3 separate regions of the Mus musculus genome follow, and regions 2 and 3 are each linked to region 1. Evidence: chromatin contacts called from public HiCAR-type and HiChIP or PLAC-seq data. All regions are on one chromosome and are shown on one strand. Each heading gives the region's core, a stretch centred on a gene start, on an enhancer-like site or on the middle of the called end of the contact. The rest is flanking DNA. Distances are from core to core; before and after follow the strand shown.

Evidence for each region. HiCAR-type assays count read pairs that join an accessible place to other places. HiChIP or PLAC-seq counts read pairs in DNA pulled down with a chosen protein or histone mark.
Region 2: a HiCAR-type map of astrocytes shows a contact between it and region 1, with 2.7 times the contacts expected there. The contact joins two enhancer-like sites. A contact is called at or near these places in 2 of 484 Hi-C or Micro-C datasets (cortical neurons and nephron progenitors) and 5 of 115 datasets of contacts at active chromatin or transcription factors (astrocytes, embryonic basal ganglia, embryonic forebrain and 2 more).
Region 3: an H3K4me3 HiChIP or PLAC-seq map of forebrain shows a contact between it and region 1, with 4 times the contacts expected there. The contact joins two enhancer-like sites. A contact is called at or near these places in 1 of 39 promoter capture datasets (hippocampal neurons), 2 of 484 Hi-C or Micro-C datasets (both in cortical neurons) and 12 of 115 datasets of contacts at active chromatin or transcription factors (VIP interneurons, craniofacial prominence, embryonic basal ganglia and 8 more).

Annotation. Positions count from the first base shown.
Region 1 is chr8:12,163,716-12,167,287 of GRCm38.p6, forward strand. No RefSeq gene overlaps it. Among named protein-coding and RNA genes, the nearest start is that of Gm33029, 75 kb to the right of the region's middle. Within about 2 kb of position 2,161, at least 34 of the 459 cell types and tissues checked have an H3K27ac peak or open chromatin away from gene starts, as enhancers often do. A contact at or near this core is called in astrocytes, cortical neurons, forebrain and 2 more, where this site is marked.
Region 2 is chr8:12,323,337-12,326,813 of GRCm38.p6, forward strand. No RefSeq gene overlaps it. Among named protein-coding and RNA genes, the nearest start is that of Gm33175, 5.6 kb to the left of the region's middle. Within about 2 kb of position 1,770, at least 17 of the 459 cell types and tissues checked have an H3K27ac peak or open chromatin away from gene starts, as enhancers often do. A contact at or near this core is called in astrocytes, where this site is marked.
Region 3 is chr8:12,399,678-12,403,378 of GRCm38.p6, forward strand. The region is part of intron 1 of Sox1ot (Sox1 overlapping transcript); the gene reads left to right. Among named protein-coding and RNA genes, the nearest start is that of Sox1, 6.0 kb to the left of the region's middle. Within about 2 kb of position 1,639, at least 67 of the 459 cell types and tissues checked have an H3K27ac peak or open chromatin away from gene starts, as enhancers often do. A contact at or near this core is called in cortical neurons, forebrain, neural progenitor cells and 1 more, where this site is marked.

The DNA.
Region 1 (3,572 bases), core at 911-3,410:
AAACCCTTGTGGGATTATATTCTGGGAAAGACGGAGTGAATTATATTCATTGCAAGAAAACAGCAATTTTAAATATATAAGGGGCACCAGGAAAATGTTCATTTTCCTGCAAATTCAATATTATATTTTACTTTTTCGTTTTCTTTTTCTTTTCTTTCTCTCTTTCTTTCTTTCTTTCTTTTTTTTTTTTTTTTTTTTTTTTTTTACAGCAGGGTAAGGCTTTTTATCTTTAAGCAATTTATAAAACCCAGCATGGACAGGGAGTGAGGCTGCCATAGAAGACCACACTGATACATAAATAGTTACTCTGTAGACAGGGAGAAGCGAGATCGCAGGGATTTGAGGTAATAGCTTTTCACTTTGGGAGGTTTTCCTTGTGATCCTAGATGGAGGGCATGGAGTGTTTGCCGATTTTTCCTAGGTTCCAACATGGAACATTTATCACGTTACCCCTCTCTGGTGCTAGTGCCCTCACCTGCCCTCCACCTCCTTTCCCAGGAAGCCGGGGCCAGCTGAGTGATGATCCCACCCAAACACCCTGCTCCCCTTGCAGACTTCCAGACCACATCAAATTCGTTCAAATAGATTAGAGAACAAAAGCAGGAAATGAAGACACATTGTTGCCTTTTATGCAGATTCCCCCCCCCCCCCCACGTGCAGAAGGGGTGTTCAGGCATCTCCCTTGTAGCTTAGATGCTGCCTGCTGGAGGCTCCTTCCCTGTGCTGGTCACTTGAAATTTTAGCAGCCTGAGAGAAAGCCTCCATCCACATCAGCTCTGTGACTATGCACCTGACATGTAAGTTAAAGTGTAAGTACATTTGTCTTCAACACACTACTGGGCAAGCTTGATTAATGTGTAGTTGCACAAAGCCATTTAAGTTTGGGGGCCAAGCGTTCGAGCTTTTTATTACACTGTTTTAAAATGAGGCAACCGTTAGGTAACACAGCTTAGACATCAGATATTTATCTTCCTGACCCTATCCTCCAAGCTAATGAAGATCAGTCGAAAACTCCAAGTTTTCTTGAAGACCCTATCATGTGGCATAAAAGTTAATTTAAAAAATATATATATATATACTTCATCTAATTTTTTTCTGGTGATATCCCCCAAAGAGAAGATATTTGCATTTTTCCAGAGGTCAAACTAAAATGGTGACCCTCCTGTTACATCAGTGCTCCTTTCCATGTTGATAAAAATCTTTTGGGACATACATGATAATGGATATGTAATATGTAATCCCATGTCACATGTATGTGTGGGCTGATATGTGTGTGAGAGAAGGCAGGCAGACAGATAGACAGACAGACAGACAGACACAGTCCCAGCAAGAGAGAGTTAGTGACACTGTGCTGCTTCATCTGGTCAGACTTAATAGTGAAGCCACCTCTGACCTGTGTACAGTAATCATTAGGAGAGAGAGAGAGAGAGATGTGAGAGAGAGTGTGTTCGTGAGGGAGATTCAGGCTTTTAAATAAAAGATGGAGACTGAAACTCAAATCCATGCATGTTCCAGCAAAGGAAGGTTTCAGAGTTGTGGTGCCTCCAGCCCAGCAGGAGCAAACCCTGCACGCATCTCAGCCTGAGTGTCAACTAGAAGTACAGGGCAGTGTCTGTAATGGCATCTCTCTCTCTCTCTCTCTCTCTCTCTCTCTCTCTCTCTCTCACACACACACACACACACTCACACACACACACCACGAAGCAACAGTAGCTCCAGGCCTTAGATAATAAACTCTTGGCATGTAGCAGGTGAAATCAAATGCACCCACATTGCATGCTCCACTCCCATTCCTGGAAATGAATGCAACAGAGGAGGAGAAACTTAGACTGTATGCAGACTTCTAAAGAGATGCAGCTACCTCAAGAGAACTGCAGAAGGCAACCCTCCGAGATGGACATCGCCTCCCCGCGTCAGGTGCAATCATTAGCAGAGACTATTTTATAAATCGTAAATTGATAATGTATTCATGGGACAGTGGAGAAAAGCCAGCGCATTATTTCGCTTTTTCCGCCTGCGTATTTTCGAAGACCTCCCATAGTTAACATTATAATATAGTTAGTGGCTACAAATCACCGGGGCTGATTATAGGAAAGCTGTCAGCTCGCTCCGCTCTGAAAAGGCTGAAGCAAATAGCTTCTCTCTTTGCCATGGAGACTGGGTCTGTTTTTACGGTTTCTCTGGAAACCAGAGCCTTTCTGTTGTTAGACCTTTTTAGTTACTTTAGCTATTAAACCCTCTGCTTGAGACAAAGGAAGGAGGCGTGCAGCCACTTCCGCCCAGGGAAATCTCAGGGCTCAGAGACGCAGAACTCAGGGCACGGGAAACAAAAGCTGGCCGACTGGGTTGGGACGCGTTTGCCAGGGAGGTGGCTGTGCTCAGGGTAGTGGGCTTGCCATCAGGTGAGGGAGGCCTCACCGGGCTGCTGCCCGGCACCCAGACTGCAGGCTGCTCTGGGAGCCCAGTAGGATTCACATCATAGGCACCCTGCACCCCTAGCCTTAGATATTACCACGAACCTGGGGTTGGAAGATCTCGTCATTCGACAGTGTGTGTTCCCACCAAGCAATGTGGCCCAGATCCACCACTGCAGAGAACGAGGGTGCATTGTGCTTATAAAACAAAATTGGAACCTAAAATAATGAATATCTGTGTGGTCAGATATTATTTTACAAAGCAAGAGAAAATGAATTTGGCATATGGAGTCCAGAAAGACTCCCCCTGAGTTACTTGCGATCCCTGCAGGTTCTCTCTTCCCCTTGGGTTGGCCCTTCCCACCACTCGACAAGGCCTTTATCTCAGAGGATCTTTTCCTCATTGCCAAAGCTCATGTCAGTCTCACCTTTGGGTTACAGTGTTTCCCACCCAAGGAAAAGGAATGGACTCTCTGGAAGAAGCCCCTGACTAAAGAGGCCTCAAATACAGAATTCACATGAACAGTCAAGTAGCCCTGCTAGCCAGGATTTTTCTGTCATGCAGGCCTTGCGGCAGGCTGAGCATGCAATGAATTTCATTTGAAATATTAATGTTCTCCCTGGGTCCCCAGCTATCTTCCCTCTATCTGACCGACACTAAGGTTCTGTGACATTAGGAGGTAAAACTAAGAAAGTAGCAGCCGAGGGGTTGGGAAACTGCTATGCAAGCACAAAGACCTGAGTTCAAATCCCCACTCCCACAGAGAAAGTGAAGTGTTATTGTATGAGCCTGTTATCCCAGTGCTTGGGAAGCTGAGACGGGAATGGGGATGGGGGGTTCGAGGCTTGCTGGCTGGCCAGTCGAGCCTAAGCAGAGAGCCCCAAGTCTCAGTTTTCCCTGACAGTGACAACCAAGCTTGAACTCTGGCCTTTGTGCACAGGTACATGTGTGTCCCACATACTCACAAACACAAAGCTGCTCACACATGTGCACATGCACACACACATTAAAAAAGCAGTATTTATCAGCTGATACTTGTTGGCAGGAATCAATGTTAAGAATGGGACACTCACCGTTTCAATACACTCGCTGTTCTCCAGTCCTGATCAGGATACTAAGTTGTAATACATAGAATTGGTATGGCAAGCAGATCACCC
Region 2 (3,477 bases), core at 520-3,019, 160 kb after region 1:
TTGTTTACACCGAAGGCACAATGGGAGCTATAGTCCCTCCAATACATCATTTATAAGTGTATTCTACCTCTGAATGTACAGACAGGGCTGGCTGTGGGTGAATGAGCTCTGTGAACACTGCCAAGACCCTGGCTTTGCTCAGCATTCCTCCTCACAATGGACACCACACTTTGGAAGTAATTTTAAAAAGAGAATCAAAATAGTGGTACTTTTAGCCTTTGTTTCTTTTATACCACACTGCATTCTCTGTCTCTCATTCAGCTGCTCCCATTATACTGACAAATTAAATAAACCACTCCATCGCAAAAGGCTTGGGCAGGCAGGACTTCACTCCACTGCAGCCCCAGGAAGTGGGATAAACATTGAGGTGGCTTCGGTTGCAAGTCCAGCTAACTTTCTTCAAGGAGGAGAAAGAAGAGGCTGAGGGGTGGGGTGGGGTGGGGTGGCTCGGAGCTCGAGTCGGCCGGCATCGAGGATGAACTGAGGTCTGAAGCTGGGACTGACCACAGCGACCACCACCCAGCCAAGGGCGGCAGCTTCCAGAAGTCCTGAGAGTCCTTTCCCCCCGCTGTGAGGCTCTGGGAGTCTGAAGGGTGAGTCACAGAGAGGGTGTGGGCGCAGGGGCCATCAGCCAGGGGTAGACAGCTGATATGCACAAGGAGATGCAGTGAGAAAGCAGAGCGCGCCCCAGAACCCACAAACATTGTGAACTTTCTCTGCTTTTTCATATTGTTTCCCAAAGAGAAGCAAATCAATTCAAAGTCTCTCTCTCTCTCTCTCTCTCTCTCTCTCTCTCCCATTTCTCCCTAAGCTATACTTGTATATATAGTTTTTCATTTGTGCAATTACAACCTAATTTCTAGATACAAACAGGGAAGTGGGGTGAGAAGTCTGACAGAATTTTCAAGTACGTTGTTTGGGGACCTTCCTATAAAACAAAAAAATACATTTGCTCTTGAAGACGCTGCTCTGGCCTGTGATGTGACCTTGAAACATTTAATTTGTTCTTGTGGGAGGGAAAAACCTGTGTGCTCACGGAAGCTCTTTTAGATTAATAACTGATTGTTTTAAAGATGAAAGAAAGGAAAGAGACAGAGAGAGAAACGGAAAGAGAAAGGGGGGGAGAATTATTTTCTAATAGGATGATATAAAGTCACTTGGGCTAAATTCCAGACTTGTGGTTGTTGTTGGATATTAAACACTGTGGGCTGGGCTTTGATTTCGGGAAGCAGGCATGACTATCCTAAGAAATCGGTGTTGTCAGGATGATACTGGGCACCGAACAAAACGGGTGGGATGGGTGGGCGGCAGGGGACGATGGAGTGAGGGGCCCCAGGCAGCTGCTTCCCTTCTGAAAATTGGACTGCAGTAAATGCCAGTTGGGGTGGCTTTGAAGACGCCAGCCACCAGCTAAGATGGCCTCATCTAAAATGCAGGCGGTGAGGCCGGAGGGGGGTGGGGGCTCTGTGTTCCAGCAGAGCCTCCCCCTGGCTCCAAGTCAGAGGGCACCACAGGCAGAGGAAAATATTGAGCCAGTGCGGGTTTGAACAGAAGCACCTGATTCGTCTTTTATTACCAAAGAAAGACTTGAAAGGCCCAGGTGAAATTTCCCTCCATTGTTTAGAAAAAAACTCTCTGTAATTTGCCCCCAGGGAAAGCCAAGCTCCTGGTGGCCAGGGCCCCGCCCCACCCCTCTGTCACCAGGCCTGTCTCTGGAAGCAAATGTCTCCAGAGTCCCTGGAGAACGGAGGCCAATGGGGCCACTGAAGGTCAGGGCTGCCCACTGCGGCCTGACTTTTAGCTAAAGAGGCTTCGCTTTCCAACCGCCCTGTCGAGTCTAATTTGGTGGCATTATGTGAAGGGGTGGGGCGCTCCTGACAGGAAGGGTTAAATGAGATTACAAGCCCGGCAGGCTGTCAGCAGCCACCGCTGGCTGGGATGGCAAATTGCAATTTAATGGTCAGCTTTATCTGTACGGTATCAGTGGAAATCGGCTGTTTTCAGCAACTTAATTGGCACTGTTTGCAGGAGTTTTTTGAGGAGGTAGGAGAGTTGACTGGATCTTAATGTTGAATAATTTAGAAAGCAAAACTGGCAGAAGGCTGGTGGAAACCGGCGGCAGCGGGTCTTGTTTTTCTGAAGCGCAGAGAGCTTATGAATGGGCCAGATACTGAATTCTGCTGTAGTAACCAGAACTTTCTAAAAATACTCCGAGGGTCTGATATACTGAGGCTTTATTTATAGGAAAATAAACAAAGAGTGGCAATTGCTTTTCCGATCTGTGTGTGCATCTGACTGTCGCGGGCATGAGAATGCAGGAAGATGCGGCAGCCGAGGATGTGCACCGATGGATGAGTGCGGAGGGGAGGCCTCAGGCTGGAGGGACAGGTGTCCCAGAGAACACCCCTGGTACCAAGCCGATGGCAGGACTGTGTGAGCACATGTATAGGGGAAACTCATGTTTTATGCACATGTACAAATAAATATATGTGCCCATGAATGTGGGTGAGTCTATTCCAGCATGTGAACACATGGGAGGTATAATGTGTTCATGTGTGCAGCTTTGGATATGTATGTATACATGTGTAACTGTGAGTGTGTATGCCCACATTAATGAGTGTGCATGGATGTGTGTGTGTGTGTGTGTGTTAAAGGGTAAGTATGTGTGCTCATATGTGATGTATGCACATCTGTGCATTTGGACATGTGTGTAAACATGTGTATATGAGTTTTGGAAGTCAGTACATAAGTTTGATGTGTGTTTCTGTGCCTCTGTGTGTACATGTGTGTGAGTCATGTGTATGCATGTATATGAGGAGTCTCTGCACACAAAGTATAGATGAGTATGTATGTGTTAGATACATGTAACCATGATATGTGTACACATACATAAGCATGTGTTATAAGTGGGTATAACTATATACATATGTGGTGTGAAGTGTGTGGTATATGTTGCATATGTATATATGACAGTGTGTGGGTATGTGTCTGATTGTGATGTATGTATATATTTTATGTACATGTATGTGAAAATTGAGGGAATATACATGTTGGGTTGATGTATGTGACATGTATTATATGTGAATGTGAAAGTGTGTGTATGTGGGTATACATATGTAGCTATGATACATGTTGTATAGATACATGTGTATGTTCATGTAGGAATGAATATATATATATTATGATGTGTGTGATATATTTACATTTTTATATGGGAGAATGTGAATATGTGTGTGATGTGTTTGTGTATGAATGTATGTTAGTGTGTATATGGATATGTATGTGTGGTGTTTGTGTTGTATATAGTGTTTGAGCATGCATGTGTCCGTGTGTGTGTGATATGTGTGATGTGCTTGTATTGTGTATGTGAGCATATACATAGGCATTTGCATGAGTGTGCATGTGGAATATGAATATGAGTACAGGAGGGCACATGACTTTGTGTATAGGCATGATTATGGGGTATACATATGTGGG
Region 3 (3,701 bases), core at 389-2,888, 240 kb after region 1:
TCAGGGAAATTCTAGAGAGTGTTTAGAGTCCAACCCACTTCCCCCTTAAAACGCCAAGACCTTTGCAGACTGGCCCCCAACACCACCCTGCTCTTTATTTAGGGAGAATCAAAGGTGGCCACACTCACCTCTGTTTTGCCTGGGCTTCTGGAGTTCCTGGTGTGCCTTGGCTGGGGGCAACTAAACCAGGGCTCAGTGCATAGGAGTTATGGCCACTTTAAGTGAAGCACCCCACATAAAGTTAGTCATCTTGTTAGTATCAGACAGCTCAGCCCCCACCCCCACCCCAAGACTTTCAGAGGTTTGTGCTCCCTACTTGAGCTCTACCCAGTGAACAAGAACTCTTTGTGCCAGGCTTTCAAGCCACCTTCCTTTGGGTTCTACTGATGTGAAAGACAAGGAGAAATTCTCTAATGACTTAATTTGAAAACAATACAGAGGGGGGGGGGCTTCTCTCAAGATCGAGGCCAGATCCAGACAGACAAACTTTCTCCATTTTAAATAAATGGAGAGAATTTTCTCCTAGGTCTTACTTAGAGCCCAACTCAAGGGTAGTTTCAGTACCTTACCGAGCCATGCACATTTTTATTCAAGTGAGGGTTTTTTGTTGTTGTTGTTTTTGTTTTTTTTTTTTATGGCTATGATTACCAGATAACTCACTTCCAAAGTTCGGGCGGTGTTTCCTTCTATTAGTGCGATCTTGTTTAAAACTCTGTGTGGAGAATGGGGCAGGATCTTTGCGAAGCGTGGATAAAGTTTGCATAACTTCGTGTAGGGCGCCTGGGTGGCTTCTAACCCACGGGTAAACTGAGCGGGATGGTTTGCCTGGTGGTCGCCCCCCCTCCGCCCCCTTGCCCCTCTCCCTCCCTCTCTCCTATTCCCCTTTCTTTGCTCACTTAAAAAAAAAAAACTCACTGGCCCCTTTTTATTGTTGCCACTGAGACTTTGACACCCTCCCTCAAACGCACTAGTAGGCAGATGAAACGAATTAATTTTTTTAAAGGAGTTGCGGGCGCAGCGCGCCTGATCTGCAGATGTGTCGGGATGTGACTGATAGGTCTATTAAAATCATGCGTGTGGGAGAAGAATAACACTCATATTCACGCATTTCATTTTCCCCGACAAAGACTGGGCACTGCCGAGCTCTGTCTCCGGAAAATTCCAGTTTATTCCAGAAGCCCTCCCCAGCACTCATGTTCTGGGGACGCAGGAAAGCAAGCTCTGTCCAGCCCGGGTTCAGCACTGCTGGCTCGGGGCCCCTGAGCTCTTGTGGTCACGCCCTCTCCCCAACCCAGCTTCCGCAGCGGGTGTCCGGGAGCCCCGCGGTGGAATCTAACCGTAGGTTAGAGTCCTGGGAAAGTTCAGGAGGAGAGCAGACTTGGCCTTGGCGCAGCACTTGGCGGGATTGAGAGGGCGGACGGATAAGGAAGAGAGAGGCGCAGCGCGGGCCCCCGGGGCGAGAATGCCAGAGTCCCTCTGTGCGGGGTGGCGGGTGGCGGGTGGACTGGTCCAGGCTCCTGCAGCGCAGCTCAAGCCTGCCTCCCCAGCTCGAAGCTGGGAAGCCTCACCACCCCTCCTTCTCTTCTCAGCCCTCCTCTTCCCCCCTCCCGCCCGGCCCTTCCTCTCCAGCTGTGCCTGGCAGGACCCAGCTTCACCCGCCCCCAGAACCAGCGGGGCAGTGCGGCGGCGGACAGCATCCTCCGTCCCAGGCATTGAGGCCAGGACCTCTGGGGGAGCGGGCCGGCCTCCAGTGGATCTTCCACGCTGCCTCCTGAGTTCCAAGTCACCCGTGCTTCTGTGGTTCTGCTGTCCGCTGAGACCCGCACCTTGCTCTGCTCTCATGTCCCTCTCACCACTTTCCTGTCCACCAAGTCTTCTCATCCCTGCCCTTCCCCTAGCCTCCGGTCTGCAGCCTCTGCTCTTGCTTGGCTTTTCCACCACGCGCTGCCAAGCCCTCCCTTTGTCTTGGTATTCGGTCCGCTTCCCGCCTCCTCAGCCCCTCTCTTCCCCAGCCGCCCCATCGTAGGCACAGGTTCAGGGCGATCGGTGCTTTCTTCCAGCTTGTCTGTCCTTGCGGGGGTGGCAAGTAAGGGCTTGGCGTCCACCGTACTCATGCCCACGCTTGCCCGAAGGCCGTTGGGGAATTAAGAAAAGAGCGGTGTGTGTTAAAGACTGCAGGGTTATGGCGGAGAAAGTCCTGACCTGGGGTCAGCCTCAAGCCAAACCCTTTTACAATCAGTCGGGAAACCAAGCAGGTCCCAGGCGGGACCGCAACAAGTGGGCGCAGAGAGGGGGAGGGGAAGCAGGGTTTCCAGGCAAGCAAAGACAAGGAAAAGACAGAGTGGCAAGCAGCTCCAGGCAGAACTGGGTTCTGGGCAACAGCGGACACAGGCTGCGTCTAGGCCTGGACAGTGACTAGCTACCTTCAAAGGTTTCGTTCTCAGGGAACCGTCTGCACTGGCTAAGTCTAGGGTGCCTCCTGGGTACTATTCCTTGGGATTCGAGTCTAAAGAGAAAGCTGCACGGGCCTCTACCCAAGAGGTCCCGTTTATTTGAGTAGCAATACATAAATAAATAAAAATAAGGGCAAGTTCTTGGAAGCTGGACTCAGTGGTCCTCTCGTAACCCCTGCATTATTTTAGACTCAGTACAGCCATCCGTGTCTTTGCAAGCTGTAGATGAGATGGTATTGAAAGGACAGTGTCTTTGCAAGCTATAGATGAGATGGTATTGAACGGAAGGCATTACTAAGACAGTTTAGTCGCCAGACTTGGTTGAGTGAAATACTAAAGGGCAAAATTTACTATTTATTCACGTTGATGGAGACCAGGAACGTGGAGGGAGGCCTGAGGACAGGGAAATAGGTTTGTCCTCCTTAGCGCCCCATTGGGAATTCCTACTGAGATGATATCGGTTAACTGATAATGTTTGACAAATGTGGAAAATATAAAAGCCCAAGGAAGTAATATACACGCACAGACAAAGAGCCTATGTTTGGGTAGGACAAATAAAAAACACAAAATTGCCAAATCTTCTAAATTCTCACCTGCACATGAACAGACTCCACCAGCAGGGACAGGACAGAGCCAGTTTTCAGCGTTTCTTTGTTTTTGTTTTAAATAACAAACTCGCACATCCCTGCACAGTGGGCGCACCCTGTGGACTCACACACTTAGGTAGAAAGTAGGCTGTGAGTTCGAAGTTCAAAGTGGAAGAGCAGAATGCTGCAGAAGCAAATGCTAAGTGACCTTCTGGGGAAATTTGCCTGTGTCAGAGACGGTGGCCTTAGAGTCTTCCTGAATGCCCTGCGGATTTCTCGTGAGGATTTAATTGCCCTCGGCCACTTCAGAACAGCCTTGTGGGTACATTAAAGACTCTGTTTGTGGAGAACAGCAGGTCACCACACGCAAAGCCTTGGAATAGTCAGCCAGTCAAATCAGTGGAAAAAATCAGCTTTTGTTAGATTTTGCAGTTTCGGGAATTAGGCATTCACTGCAGAGCTGCAGTTGTGAGAAATTGCAATGTCAGGCGCGTTCCCAGTGGGGAAATATTGTGAGTGTGGAGGAACGTAAGATTGGGCCTGACAATGGGGAAACTGACAAGAGCCATCACCCAGACAGTGTTTTCTCTCCCAGCACCCCGGAAATGCTAAGAAGGGATGCTACTTGGCAGAGGTGGTACTCCAGTCAGGTCTGCAAGCT